2 separate regions of the Sus scrofa genome follow, and region 2 is linked to region 1. Evidence: chromatin contacts called from public Hi-C data. All regions are on one chromosome and are shown on one strand. Each heading gives the region's core, a stretch centred on a gene start, on an enhancer-like site or on the middle of the called end of the contact. The rest is flanking DNA. Distances are from core to core; before and after follow the strand shown. Region 1 holds the start of DKKL1 (dickkopf-like protein 1). Region 2 holds the start of AP2A1 (AP-2 complex subunit alpha-1).

What was found. A called contact is a pair of places that touch in the nucleus more often than the background predicts.
Region 2: a contact with region 1 is called in a Hi-C map of heart right ventricle, with 1.6 times the contacts expected there. The contact joins the promoter of AP2A1 here to the promoter of DKKL1 in region 1. A contact is called at or near these places in 1 of 47 Hi-C or Micro-C datasets (heart right ventricle) and 1 of 2 datasets of contacts at active chromatin or transcription factors (alveolar macrophages).

Annotation. Positions count from the first base shown.
Region 1 is chr6:54,460,850-54,463,686 of Sscrofa11.1, reverse strand. DKKL1 (dickkopf-like protein 1) reads right to left here and starts at 1,320. Exons shown (of 5, transcript XM_021094734.1): 1 at 1,262-1,320. TEAD2 (transcriptional enhancer factor TEF-4) reads left to right here and starts at 1,362. Exons shown (of 12, transcript XM_021094725.1): 1 at 1,362-1,443.
Region 2 is chr6:54,785,151-54,787,850 of Sscrofa11.1, reverse strand. It overlaps AP2A1 (AP-2 complex subunit alpha-1), which reads right to left and starts at 1,314. Exons shown (of 23, transcript XM_021094760.1): 1 at 1,086-1,314. The coding sequence starts at 1,152. It overlaps TSKS (testis-specific serine kinase substrate), which reads left to right and starts at 2,640. Exons shown (of 11, transcript XM_021094752.1): 1 at 2,640-2,700.

The DNA.
Region 1 (2,837 bases), core at 71-2,570:
GAAGAGCCACGCCCTTAAGGGAAGAGCCACACCCTTTAAGCCAAAGCCCAGCGTACTTTTCAAGCACACACCCCCATAGTCAGACCACGCCCCTGTCCGTTGACCTTGGCCTTGGAGACCCAGTGTTGCCCGCATTCTCCGATCGTGCCCATCTTGCCGCAGTCTTGCTCCAATTGCAGATGGCCCCGCCCCTGACTTAGAGCCACGCCCGCACACCTAGGCCCCACCTAAGAGCCCCAGATCTTGCCCCTAGTGCCCTCAGTTCCACTAGTCTGCTGATGAAATGCCCTACTCTGAACAGTCCTTCTGATTCGTCCACTGCTTAATTTTCTTTTTATCTGTCTGAGTTTCTCCACATCCCTTCCCATCTTCTCCAGGTTTTGAAAGGATTAACGCGCTCAATAGAAGGCTATGTAGGGACGCTGAACACGGAGCCCTCTTGCTACCACTGAAAAGCTCCGCCCTCTCGGGAAACCCTAAATCCAGTCCCGAGTCCCATCTTCCAAGGAGCCCGGAATCCCGGCTCCCCTCTACCTCAGGACCTCAGAGTCTGGACCCCAGCCCCTCTAGTCCCGAATTTGAACACTTAATCCTCATCTTTAAGGAACCTTTTTTTTTTTTTTTTTAATTTTAAGTGGCATGTGTAAATTCTAGGACCAGGGATCGAACCAGAGCCGCCATAGCAGACAAGGCATGTAGTCAGCCACAGAGGAAGCCCAAAGGGCCTTTTTAAGGGACTCTTATCTCTCTCTTCAGGCACCGAGGCTCTCTCCTGGTCCTGGGACACCAAATACCTCTAGTCCACTATCGCGTGTCCATGAGAGTCTCCATCTCCGTGAACCTCTAATAAACTCCCAGTCGTCTTGCCTTCCACCCTTAACTCTCAGGAAGTCACAAGGAAAGCAATCAATGGGGGGGAAAAATCAATGGAAATCGATAAAAAAAAAATCCAGCCTTATACTTCAATCCTGAAAAATGCACTTGAGGGTTGAACAGGAAAGTTTCTTTTGTTTCTTTTTCCTATCAATCGTTCCCGCACACACACAGCTGGGTAAAGCCAGGTGTCCAGGCCTCCAGACCCTTCCTCTCTAGACCCAGGAATCTTGGCCCCCAGTCCCCCCTCCCTCAGATCCAGGTTTCCTGGCCCCCATCAATCCTCCCTCAGACCCCTGAATCCAGACGCCCAAGACCCCTCCTCTCTCAGGGATCCTTCTAAGCACCAGAATCTGGACGTTCTCACCAGGCCCCAGCTAGACTTCACCTTTTTTTGCCAAAGCAAAAATCTTCCCCTAAATTGTCACCGTCGGATCCCCCTTCCCGCTGTCCGGCGCCCGGACCCGCCCCCCCTCCGGTCCCTCCCACTTTTCCCAAACAAAGCTCCCGGGCAACTTTCTCCCTCGCAGCGCCCCGCCCGCCCGCGGCTCCCCAGCCCCAGGCCGGGAGGTAGGAAGGCGCCGGCGGGAGTCGGGGATTCTGCATTTGGGTGTGTGAGTTGGGGTGGGCAATTATGCGTTACGCTTTGAGGTGTTTGTGGGCCCATCTCTGAACTGCTGGCCGCCCTCTTCTTTACCGGGGGTGGGCCCGAGGGTGCGCTCGTGACCGAGGCTAAGTGTGGAGTTGGAACTTTCGCCACACTCGGGGTGTTTGCTGATGGGTCTGAGTTTGAGACTGTGCGCCTGGGAATGGGTGAGGGCTGGGGACTCTGGCGGGTGTGTGCGCCTGAGTGTGAGTGTCTGTGGAGGTGTCGGTTTCACGTGAGAAAGGACCCCGGGCTTGTTTCTGACCGAATTGGTTTGTGTGTGTCATTTGTGGGCGCCTGGTCCTCCTCGTGGAGAACGGAGGCCTCCTGGGTGGCCGAAGGTGGGCTACGGGGCTTTCTGGATCTTCAGTCTTGTCGCTTTGGAGGTTTGGGGCCTGGGGAGGGGAGTTAGGGGGGACTTTTCTGACTCGGCTCCTCCGTCCCTTTGTCTGGCCACATGGGGGAGAGCTGGGCTGGGGTTTTGGCCTACGGGGGTCCTGACCGCCGCAGCGCCACTGGGCTCGGCCTGGGGTCTTTGTCTATCTCGGCCGGGGCTCCGGGGTCCAAGGGAGGAGGGGGATGGGGGCCTGGACTCTGGGGTCCTGGGAAAGCTGTGGAAGACGTGGAGCCGCCAGGGAGGCGGGATCTGACTGTATTGGAAAAAGTTTTCCCCCCGTTCCCGGCCTCCGGAAAGTCACTGGGAACTTGAGTTGGATCTGAGCCCACAGTGCCGGGGGCGGGGGATGGGGGGGAGGGGAACGGGGGAAGGGGCGGGGCTGGGGCCGGAGGGGAGGTGCCCTCGCCGGCCAGCCCCTCCCCTGATGGGGGTTGTGGGAAACTGGGGGAGGGGACGCCTGGGCCCTTTGTTCTGGCGCTCCTGATGGCAGAGCGCCCCCGCCCCCCAGTCTGTGGTGCTGTGGGTCTTTCCTGGTCTTGGCTGGAGTTTCTTCCCTGAGTCTGTCCCTCTCTCTCTGGGTCTCTGTCCCCTACTCTCTGGGACTCTGTCCTCTCTCTCTCTCTCTCTGAGTCGCTGTTCCTCTCTCTCTGGATCGCCCCTCAGCCTTACTCGGGCCTGGGCCCCTCCTTCTTTTCTGGCAGCTGCTGCTCACATCCTAGCACCTGTTCTGGGGGAGGGACTGAGCAGATTTCACCCACACCCCCCCTTCCCCTCAACTAGGCCCTGACGCCTGTCTTCTTTAAACCAGTAATCCATACCCAAAGTTTCAGCCCTCGTGGGCCCTAGGCATTCCTCCGGGGTCTTAAGACTTCATCACAACCCCGGCTCCCTTGAAAACACAGAGGATAATGTTCTCACCCT
Region 2 (2,700 bases), core at 65-2,564, 320 kb before region 1:
TACAGCCTCTGAAGCTCTTGGCAGCTCTAAACGCCAACACCCGCTCCCAGGAGCTGGGCGCTGACTTGGCACCAGGCCTCCCATAGTCACGACCATCCTTCCTGCTGGTGATCACTGTCCCCGTATTGATGTGGTCAGATGGGAGAGGGCTCCAGATTCAGGCCTGTCCTGCTCCCTGACCCATGACCCTGCTCTGGGACCAGGCTTCCTCCATCCCCCACTTCCCAGATCTCTTCCTCACAAATTCCTAAGGCCCCTAACCCCTTCTTTGAAATAGGGGTTCTCCTGCTTCTGGCACATCCTCTAAGCCCCCACATTGTAATATCCTCTCCTTTCCAAGCCCCCCAGGCCCCTGTCTCAGGCTCTCCAAAGACTCCACCTGCAGGAAGCGCCTCGAAGTAACCCCTCTTGTTCCTTCTCCATTGACCTCCGTGTTTCCTAAGAAATCTTCCATCCTGGAGCCCCTCTATCCCTCACCAGGGTCCCGCTATAGTCCCCCACCTTCCCATCCCTCCTCCCCAAACCCCTGGGACTTTCTATCACTCTAAAGTCCTCTCTATAAACTATAAACGAGCTGGGCACCTCGGTGACCTATCTAGCCCCTTCCCCTCTATGACACCCCCTCACCCAAGCTCTCAAGCCTGGCTTCCTGTGTTTCAGGTCTCCCCGTTCCCACTGGCCCCCTCCCACTCTATCGCTCCACAGGGTACCCCCAACCACCCAGCCATGCACCTCCTTTCTTTTCTGTCTACATCAGGGATTTCTCTGACCCCATGGCTAATGCGATCTCCTAGCTTTCTTTCATCCCCAGGGGACGCCTCTACGCCCCATCTCCGGGACTTTACTAGCGTCCTTTTCATTAAGACCCTCCCGGACGCCTCTAGCCACTCCGTGTCGTCACCTGAAGAGGCACAGTAAGACACTCTAAGACCCTCCATTACCCCCACCCTAAAGTTCCCCCCGCGGCCTCTCTATCCTCTCACTCTACGACCCCAATGGACTTCTATCCCCTAGGCCCTTCTGTAACCCCCGAGCCCCTCAATTCCACGCTTCCCCCGCCCAGGGTCCCCCGGCCGCGCTCTCACAGTTCCGGATGTCGGAGATGAACACCGCGAGCCCCCGCATCCCATCGCCCTTGGACACGGCCGGCATGATGGCGGTGGTGTCGGCTCCAGGCCTGGCCGGGCAGGGCACAGCGCAGCGGGGGCTGGCAGGCGGGGACCTGAAGGAAAGGACCCCAAGCAGCGCCGAGGAGCCTAGCCGGCCAAGGGGGAGGGCGGGCTGGCGGGCGGGCGGGCGGGCAGGCAGGCCGCGTCTCCGCCCCCGGTCCCTCCCCTCCCAGCCGCCATCCTGAGCTCTCAGCTGCCCATTGGCTCGAATTACTGCCGTTCAGGCGCGGGTTCATCCCCACTCCCTCTCTCATTGGTGGCAGGACAAAGGTACGCCGTTACGATTGGTCCAGCACCCCCGTATTTCCGTTCGGGAGAGCGGGGTCGGGGCGTTGCTCGAGAGACGGGCGGAGTTAGGTTACGTACAGTTGGACCGCCCCCTCCGCGCGGCCGGGGCCAATACTGATTGGATCCGGTCGCTCTCCTAGAAGGGAGGGATTGACGTGAGGGAGGGCGGGGGGAGCGGGCTTGAGGAGGCGGGACTTGTGGTGACTGAGGCCAATAGATGGGCAGATCGCCCCCGCAGGCGTTGGGGATTTGCCCGACCTGTCCTACTCCCCCCCCGATTGGGCTGTTATGGGGGCGGGAGGAGAGCCACGATCCGTAGAGAACGAAGGAGAACGGGGGTTGTCGCTCAGCTGGGCTGGGATAGGTGGAGCAGCGCCTGCAATTCCCTGCTGCAGAGAAGGGGTTGGGAGGGGCAGGAGAGCGTGAGGTGTTTACTGCGCAAGCGTCGTTCTGATCCTCTTTCTCCCTACTCTTCACCACGCATTACTCCTTAAATCTTCCCGGAAGACGTTCCTTACCCCTTGTCTAGCGGCCAAGATGTTGGGACCTAATTTGTCCGGAGACCGAGTGTCTCAGAGCGGAGGAAACACTAATTCAAGTCTAGTCGCATTAAGCAGAGGTTAAAACTGAGGTCCAGAGAGGTTGAATGACTTGCCCAAGGTCACACAGCTCAGAAACGGCAGAGCCTGGGTTTAAAGTATATTTTGGCATTTAACCACTTGTTTTGCTTTTTAGGGCCGCACTTGTGGCATAGGGAAGTTCCTAGGCTAGGGGTGGATTCAGAGCTGGAGCTGCCAGCCTACACCACAGTGATGGAGGATCCAGGGGCCCTCTGTGACCTACACCACAGTTCCCAGCAATGCCAGATCCTTAACCCACTGAGCGAGGCCAGGGATGGAACCTGCATCCTCACGGATACTAGTTGTGTTGTGTGTGTGTGTGTGTGTGTGTGTGTTTAGAGCCGCACTGGCAGCATATGGAGGTTCCCAGGCTAGGGGTCGAATCAGAGCTACAGCTGCCAGCCTACACCACAGCCGCAGCAATGTCAGAGCTGAACGCATCTGCAGCCTACACCACAGCTCACGGCAACACCGGATCCTTAACCCCCTGAGCAAAGCCAGGAATCGAACCTGCAACCTTATGGTTCCTAATCGGATTCGTTTCCGCTGCGCCACGATGGGAACTCCAATAGTTGTGTTCGTAACCTGCTGAGCCACAGTGGGAACTCTGACATTTAACTGTT